2 separate regions of the Mus musculus genome follow, and region 2 is linked to region 1. Evidence: chromatin contacts called from public Hi-C data. All regions are on one chromosome and are shown on one strand. The core of a region is the stretch at or near the end of the contact, and the rest is flanking DNA. Distances in the headings are between cores, read along the strand shown. Region 1 overlaps Mamdc2 (MAM domain containing 2). Region 2 has its middle 6.4 kb from the start of Gm34012.

Evidence for each region. A called contact is a pair of places that touch in the nucleus more often than the background predicts.
Region 2: a Hi-C map of uterus shows a contact between it and region 1. A contact is called at or near these places in 3 of 484 Hi-C or Micro-C datasets (nephron progenitors and uterus), 1 of 130 datasets of targeted methods (embryonic stem cells) and 1 of 9 other capture datasets (embryonic stem cells).

Annotation. Positions count from the first base shown.
Region 1 is chr19:23,398,530-23,402,614 of GRCm38.p6, reverse strand. The region is part of intron 2 of Mamdc2 (MAM domain containing 2); the gene reads left to right. Among named protein-coding and RNA genes, the nearest start is that of Mamdc2, 48 kb to the left of the region's middle.
Region 2 is chr19:23,488,309-23,492,393 of GRCm38.p6, reverse strand. No RefSeq gene overlaps it. Among named protein-coding and RNA genes, the nearest start is that of Gm34012, 6.4 kb to the left of the region's middle.

The DNA.
Region 1 (4,085 bases), core at 690-3,189:
TGTCCTCCCATGTCAACAAAAGTCTTCATCCAAGTCTCTGGGCCCAGTGCAGAATCCTCCTTTTACTAGGAAGTCTACCTTGAGGGAAGACTGGAGGTAAGTTGAATGGCCGGTAGCAAACCTACCCTACCTCAAGTCCAATTATCACTGCTCCTAAAATTCCACATTCTACATATTCAGAGTTGACACACAAGTCACCATCTTCCGGATTTAGACATCACTGCATCTACAGACGTGGCTGGTTTGTGTTGTAATCACAGCACAGCATGGATCACCACCTCCTCCTGCATTCTGACATCCACTCATGGCTAATAAACCCATGCTTTAGTTCACTGCCCTCACAACAGAAGTCTCGAAATGCCACAAGCAGGTGACCACCGGCCCACTCACCCTCCCTAACAAGTAGACTTAGAGAAAACACAAACCCTGCTGGCTCAGACAGTTACTCTGGACACATGGATGTGGTGTAGAGAGACACAGAAGCTCTCAAAGGCCTCATTCAAAGAACAAATGCATAACACATTCCAACCAGCTATAAGAATGACATTAAGTATTCCTCTCTCCCGCTGAGAGAGCACCCAACAGAGTGTCATGAATATAAACAGCCGGAGAATTGCAGATCTTATTGTGCTGTTGATGAGCACACATGGTTCTTGAGCGCGCAGTGTGGGTGGTCTGCTGAGGGGTTATGGATCAAAGCCACGGGTTTTCCTCTTTGCTCAGGCTCAGCCGGTTGTTTCTGAGCACTTGACTAATTGCTCGTGAGCTGCACATTTTATGGCCCCTTCTGAGATTTTGACAAGAAAATGGCTACTTGTTTACTCTCAGTTGTCATAATAAATCTGTCCTTTACAAACCGGAGAGCCAGCATGGCCACGAGGATGGGTGAGTTTCGGAGGACTTCCTGGGAACTTCACAGCTCACTGGGCAATCTTGAGGGAGTCATGAGGCAGTGTGTCTCCAGCCTCTACCAGAGGACACAAGCTAAGTGCACCTGCCCTTGGTCTGCCAGAGTGGGAATCTGTGCAGCTTCGGAGGATTAAAACTGAAGCAAAGTCTGTCTACAGACAGAGTTCCCTAGTGCCCTGCGTTATGTAATTGTGAGCCTTATTGCCAATGTCACTCATATTTACCCCATATTTATTTTGCAGAAGCATTTTAAACTCAACATTCATTCTGCAAGGCAGAAAGGTGAAGAGTATTTCCTCAAGGTCCTGTTTAGGGCTTGGATATCCTGTAGCGATTGGAGTTCTGTTTGTTTGGATTTCCTTGTCTTGTTTTTTTCCTGTAGGGATGAAAATTAAACTGTAGGCCTCACACATGCTAGGTCAGTACTACTCTGTAAATAAGCTAGGCTTTTAGCGGCCTCACTATTTATTATATTTATTATTGTATGTGATTTCAGGAGAGGATGTGTGTGTGTGTGTGTGTGTGTGTGTGTGTGTGTGTGTGTGTGTGTTTTAAAAGTTGGTTATTTTAAATGGCCAGTCAAAAACCTATAAAAACTCAAGTAAAGTGTGAGTATGCACAGATGAGTTGACAGGCTTCTTTGTCCTGTTTCCATTCCTTTGAGGTGAATGATATTTCCCTCAACTGCTCAATATGCATAAAAGCATAGACTCCTAGTTGTATAATTTGTAAATGTACACTATAGCCTTTATATGCCGTAGTGAAAAGTACATATCCACACTCATGCATATGGCATATCTCTAAGTTCTATATATGATCACCTCATTCTTTTTAGTAGTCAACTAAGAGTCAATAATATAATCTACTTAGGCATCTCTCTATTGCCAGGGATCCCCCTCTCCACTTCTCCCTACAACCTCTATCCCGTCCCCTCTCCTGCTCCTTTCATTTTATTCAGCACAAAGCGGCAGAGAAGCTTGCAGACTCCGTTGGATTGCATGAGCATTTGGGAAGATTGTTTGTTTACACAGTCCGTTCCCTGGGTTTCCCTGTATCACTGCCAATCCATGACTTGGAGGCCAAAAGCTAAACTGTAGCTTGTGGCCAGATGCAGATTTAACATCGAGGAATGGAAAATCTTGCAAAGTTTCTAAATAGTCAGGAAGGTTTTTTAACTCTAAATCAGGTCTAATTTCTATTTAAAAAAAAAAAAAAGCAGGGAATCATCTAATTTTTAACAATCACTTTAAGTACATACACTCCTCTTCCACCCCAAACTAGGATTACATGGGTCCTAGGATCTGAATTCAAATCTTCCTGGTGAAACATCTTTCTCCAAAGATCCCTTGATCTTATTTCCATTTTCCATACACCAAAGCATATTTATTACATTAAAAAGCCCTAGTGTTCTAACTTGTGGATTTATCTACAATAAAGGCGTGAGGGTTGCACCTACCCTTCCTGAAGATCAATAAGGTCCAAGCACCTTTAAAAACAATGACTTCTGCTTTAGTCCTCTCAAGGCTCTTGGTCACCTTAAGATATCGTTGTTCAAAGTGATTCAGAAATGTGTAAATAGCCTGAGCAAATTGGAAGGAAGCCCCATACTTATCCAAGGAGCTAGCCTTGGGCCCAATCCAGAAGACAGTATTTCATATATTCTCCTTCTTTGAAGACTCATTATGGCTCCTCCAGGGAATGCCCAAGGATTCACCTTATACTTACCCATTAGTCAGTCTTCCTGTGCCAGGGGATTTTCCTCTTTCCAATTTCACATCTGTCACATTCCCTAGGTCTGGGGAAATCCAGAAGACAGGCATGGCCGAAGCCCAAAGGAAAGGCTAAATGCAAAGGGCGATAGGCTTATAGAGCCTTCCATCTTCCCCTTTGATTTAGCCAAGGAAGTGCTGTGATGTAAAGATTTGGACAGGGTCATGGCTACTTTAAATAACTGTTGCTAAATTCACAAAAAGGCTAGTGTTGGCAGTAACCCTAAGCAAACTGCAGAAATATGTAGGAATTACATTATTTTAAAAAATGAAAAAGGAAAGAGGAAGAGAAGGAAGAATGTCAAAATCCAAGTTCCTACTTCTACTCTGAGTTTCCTGGGAAAGTCAGTAATTACCATATTTAAACGTAAGTGTGCTCTCCTGTCAAATGCCCCAGGTGTTCATGGTTTGACCGCCTCAGTCATTTCTGAGTTGGAGTGTCCCTGACTTCATAGCTCTCTTAAGTTACTGGGGCACATTTTCCTCCCTTCCTTAAGCCCTGTCTTTTCATCTAAGAATTCAGAGAAGTGGCCGGGCTTCTCCGTATCTGAAAAGAAAATTAAGAGCTCTGGCAGCCTTAAGTCTAGAGAGATGCACGAGCCCCTCAGCACAGGTTTGGGACTACTCCTAGAATGATTGCTGCTGAAGGGCCGGTTAGGAAACAGTGCCAATCATGGAAGTTATTTTTCTTTGGAGAGTCCCATTCCCCTGCTCATCCAGACCTGCAAGCTTAAAAAGCAATTTCCTCTACCTGCTCCACTTTCAGCTCTCACAACACAATGCCACCTGCAAATCAGAACTTTTTAGTAAATGCCTTCTCCTTTCCCCCAAAAAAGGAATGTTGAAAAAGTTAGCAACAAAAAACGAAGCGACAATACTCTAGGAGATGCTCTCTTCACTAAAACTTCCATTTCAATGCTCCTTTTAGCTCCTAACGTCTTCAAAAGGTTAAGTTAGCTTGAGCTGGACTGTCTCTCAGTGGCAGAGCACTTATCTGGTATAGGTGAGACCCTGGACATCACACACACACACACACACACACACACACACACATACACACACATACACACACATCTTTAGAATTAACAATGGAATCAAAGGACATTTACTCCTGTGAGTAAAATCAGAATGGCCATTATGAGCAACTTTGGAAAATGGAAAGAGAAAGAGAAGTGTTCTTTTCATGTATGAGAACTGATTTTTATCTCAGCAGTTCTCTCCCTGTATATTCTTATTGTATCCTCAGCCACTTAACAGTAACACAGCATCCTTATTTCAAAGTGTTTTTATCTATGAGACCTTCCAACTTTTGTTTTATTTGATGCTGTCTGCTTTGAACTGATTTTCTAGAAAGCAGTTCCCATCTCAGATTTTCCTTCTTAAATATTTCTTATTCTACAATCAAAA
Region 2 (4,085 bases), core at 1,189-3,688, 89 kb before region 1:
CAGAGATTTAGTCCATTGCTGTCATGGCAGGAAGCATGGTGGAGTGCAAGCAGACATGGTGCTGGAGAGGTAGCTGAGCATTCTACCTCTGGATCAGCAGGCAGCAGGAAGAGACTGCCACACTGGACCTGCCTTGAGTATCTGAGGCCTCAAAGCCTACCCCCAATGACATACTTCCTCCAAGAATGCCACACCTACTTCAACAAGGCCACACCTTCTATTAATGCCATTGTCTGAGTCTCTGGGGGCCATTTTCCTCCAACTACTGCACCTTACAGTACTTTCCACTAATGAACTCCACAGCTAGAGCCAAGGCAGCCCCAAGACCCACCTCCATTGTCTCCTTTTCATCTAACAGCAGTCTTGCTGCCCCATGTTTAGAAAAAGGTGCTGAGCATATCCTTCCCAGAAGCCCATGGGCCCCTCTCTAAGACGGATCATAGTCTAGGTCCCAAATCAAGTCTTAAAAATATGAAACAATTGAAATAACTTAACTCTTATCAGATCACAGTAAAATAAAACTAGAAATCACAAAAGTGAGAGAAATCACAAGAGCTACACAAACACTTGGAATCTTGCTGCAGACCCTCTGGGTCCCTTTGTCTGCATGGAACTGGTCTCTGGGTGCAGATGGGCAAGGAGTCGGTGGGTGACAGACAGACCAACAGGAGAGATTGTGTAGAACCTGAATGTCTTGTCACAAAGTGAACACCAGTCTTATATAGTACAGAAAATAAAAGGGGTAGGAAGTCACAGCAGGCAAAGTACATTGAAGTTGCCTGACACAAAACAAAGGAGTGACTACAAAGGGACTTACAGGAACCAGGTAAATGTTTACAGTAAAGATAAAGCCGTCCTGCATAGGGTCAGCTTAATGACAGGTAAGGATTTCACACCCTAATGCTACTCCTTTGAGCCTTGTGAAGGCTAGCACCAGGGGGTTCTGCTCTAAGCAGAATGCCCCCCTATTTCCTAGGCCTTGTTAGATTCTTATATGAGTATAACTTTTAAGTATCTGGAGAATCTCCATTTGTCAGAAGAATTCACCAACTTGCTTCTAATATGCAATGTAGCCTGTACTGAAGATTTCTATCTCAGTGGGATTCCCTGGCTCTTTCATGGTAAACACTCTACAGACCAGCTTTGAGCTGCTTTGGCTTAATTAGTTACTGAATAGGTAACTTCCTTACTGCATTCTTACAGGATTCCAAGCTTGTAGGCTTCTGGAACCTTGGAACACTGGCGAGGGCTTACATGTGTCAGAATTCAATCTTAAAAGGCACTTATAATAAGATAATACTAAAAGAGAGCACGTGGATCCATACACCAGACTAATGCAGGGATAGGGTATGAGTATACGGGTTAATGAGAACGCCAAAGCTCCAGGAGGTGAGTTTCTGTGAAACTCTTTTCCTCGTGAGTGCTCCCAGGCTTCTCAGCCTGTCAAGCAGACTTCACTGGAGTGCCTGGCAGAATCTGAACAGCATGATGTTGGAGGGCTGGCAGCTCATCAGTGAAGAAACTGGAGGGGGGGGGTCGGGGGACTACGAATGAACCAAATGAAAATGAACACAAAACTTAGCAGTTCATGCACAGTACATCTAGGGCAAGACTAAGAGGAAAGCTTATGACATCAAATAAATGAACTACTGTGAACCTCGTCTTAGAGAAGAGGAGAAAAGGACAAAAAAAAAAAAAAAAAAAGAGAGACCCGGAAAACAGAAGAAGACAAACCCCAAAGCAGTAGCTAGCAAGAAATAACAAAGATCAGACAAGAGTCACCACATAAATCAGTGAAATAGAAGCTAAAAGAGCAATACACAGGTCAAAGTGCTAGTTCTTTGAAGAAAAAAAAAAAAAAAAAAACCAAACAAACAAGATTTACAAGTCCCTACCCAATATAATCAAAGGAAAAAGAAAAAGGTCAATTTGGGAAATTGAATATAAATGAGGGTGTCGCAATAGATTCCCACAAAATTCAGAGAATCGCAAAGAAAATAAATACTGGCAAAAAGGTGAGGAAAGAAATTTATACCCTGTCGGCAGGGATGCAAACCAGGCTACCCACTCTAGGGTCTTCCAAAGACTAAAAATTGTAACAAGAACACAACATCATAATTCACACATGAATGTGGCAGCAAAACACGTGTCATTGCACGCTGGCCAAATTTAATAAAATGAAATAAAACTAACTGGGGGATTCAGACTATTTTGTTGAGTTGCAAGTTATGGTGCAGAGTATATGTTTATTATTATAACAGTCCAAATTACTTATTGCAGCAGGCAGCGGACTCTCCGGCATTAGATGTTTTACAATTGAGCAATCTTTCCCCAGTTGTGGTTGAGAGCTTATTTTAGCCACTGATAGCTGCCGAGAAGTGTGGGCAAGTGAGGCCCTGTCTGGGTCTCACACTGTAGAGCAACAGAGCATTCAAACACGTGAATTGATTGGGAGCACATGGCAGCGGTGCCTCCTGGCTGACGCTCAGCACTGACTCAGCAAGATCCATAACCAAACGTGCTCTTGTGACTTACCCCATCCAGGATGCAGCAGATGCCTCTCTGTATCTCTTGCCTTGTGTTCCTGAGTCGGAGAGCTGCAAATTGTCCTTCTCTGAATGCTGTTGGGGTGATAATTGCAGAGACAGACACTATGGCATATTGGGAGTATTTGAACATTAGAAGTCAAGACAAAGTAGTGAGCAGGCCAAATTCTTCCTGTCAAGTATCTGGAATATAATAAACTTTTATTGATCATTTCTCAGTAGCACCAAATGATTATTTTCTTTATTTTCTAGATGTATTTAATTTAGTTATTTATGTGTACATATCTCTTGTCTGCATTCACGTATGTATGTATTTGTGTGTGTATATATGTGTGTTAAGAAGAAACTGTTGAATCCCCTGGAAGTGTAGTTTCAGATGATTGTGAGCATCTGTATAAGTGCTGGGGACTGAACTCAGGTCCTCTGCAAGAACGAGAGCTCTTAACTGCTAACCCACCTCATCAGCCCTCAACCATTGAGTTTCTTGCTTCTCTTGTTTCAATATGTTTCACCCAAAGTATATATAAAATTACTGTAGTACACATAAAATAGTTCAACATAGCAGCTGAAGAATGCTGGGGAATAGTTTAAGAATTTCTGTTATGTTTGTGTGCATGTAGATGTGGTCATAAAATGAATATAATGTCATGCACTCTATACCTCACCAACAATATAGATGCTGAGTCCTAGGATTCTGAATAGGTTAAAGTTAAAGATACTTATATATTTATTAAGACAGTGAATTTATATAAAGACAAATTATTTTAATTCCAGAATCATTTCAATACTTTAATATTTTAGATTAATAACTTGAATGTATACTGACTTAACTTTAATATATAATTTGAATATCTCTGAAAAATAAATTTCAGAAACATAAAAAATATTTTGTTTAATTTTAATCATTGATAAGACATATCCATATCTATATACTTTGAATGTTGTTTTAGTATTTTTAAAATAATTTTATAATGGGAACAGATTGAAACCATGATAAAAAAATATGAATATAGTCTGTGTGTCTTCATGTGCGTGTATCGCGGGGTATGTATTTGTGTACATGTATCTCTGTGTGTGTGGTGCTGGGCACTGAGTTCAGGGCCTTCCACATGCTAAACAATTACTCTATTGTTGTGGTAAATATTAATTGGGAGTTTATACCTCACCTTTGATCATTCAGTTCCCAAATAAAAGACACAAAACCTTTATATTTATAATATAAGGTTTTATAAGGCTTAAAGCATTAGAGCTGGGCAGATATCAACCCTCTAAGATATTTCTTCTACTTCCCTGTCACGAACTCCATGATATCACTTGCCACTTCTGCCTGGGCCACTCCTACTCCAACTGTCTGACCCTCATGGCTCTGCTCTCATGATTCACCTACCCCAGGGTGTCTTCTATTCTCTTCATTTCTCTTCTCTTGGTCTCTTCCTCCAGTCTGGGAACTGAAGCTCCACCTACCTCTCTTTTGCCCAGCTACAGGCTGTGGGAATCTTTATCCAACCAATAGTTTTAAATTAAGGAGCAAGGTTACAT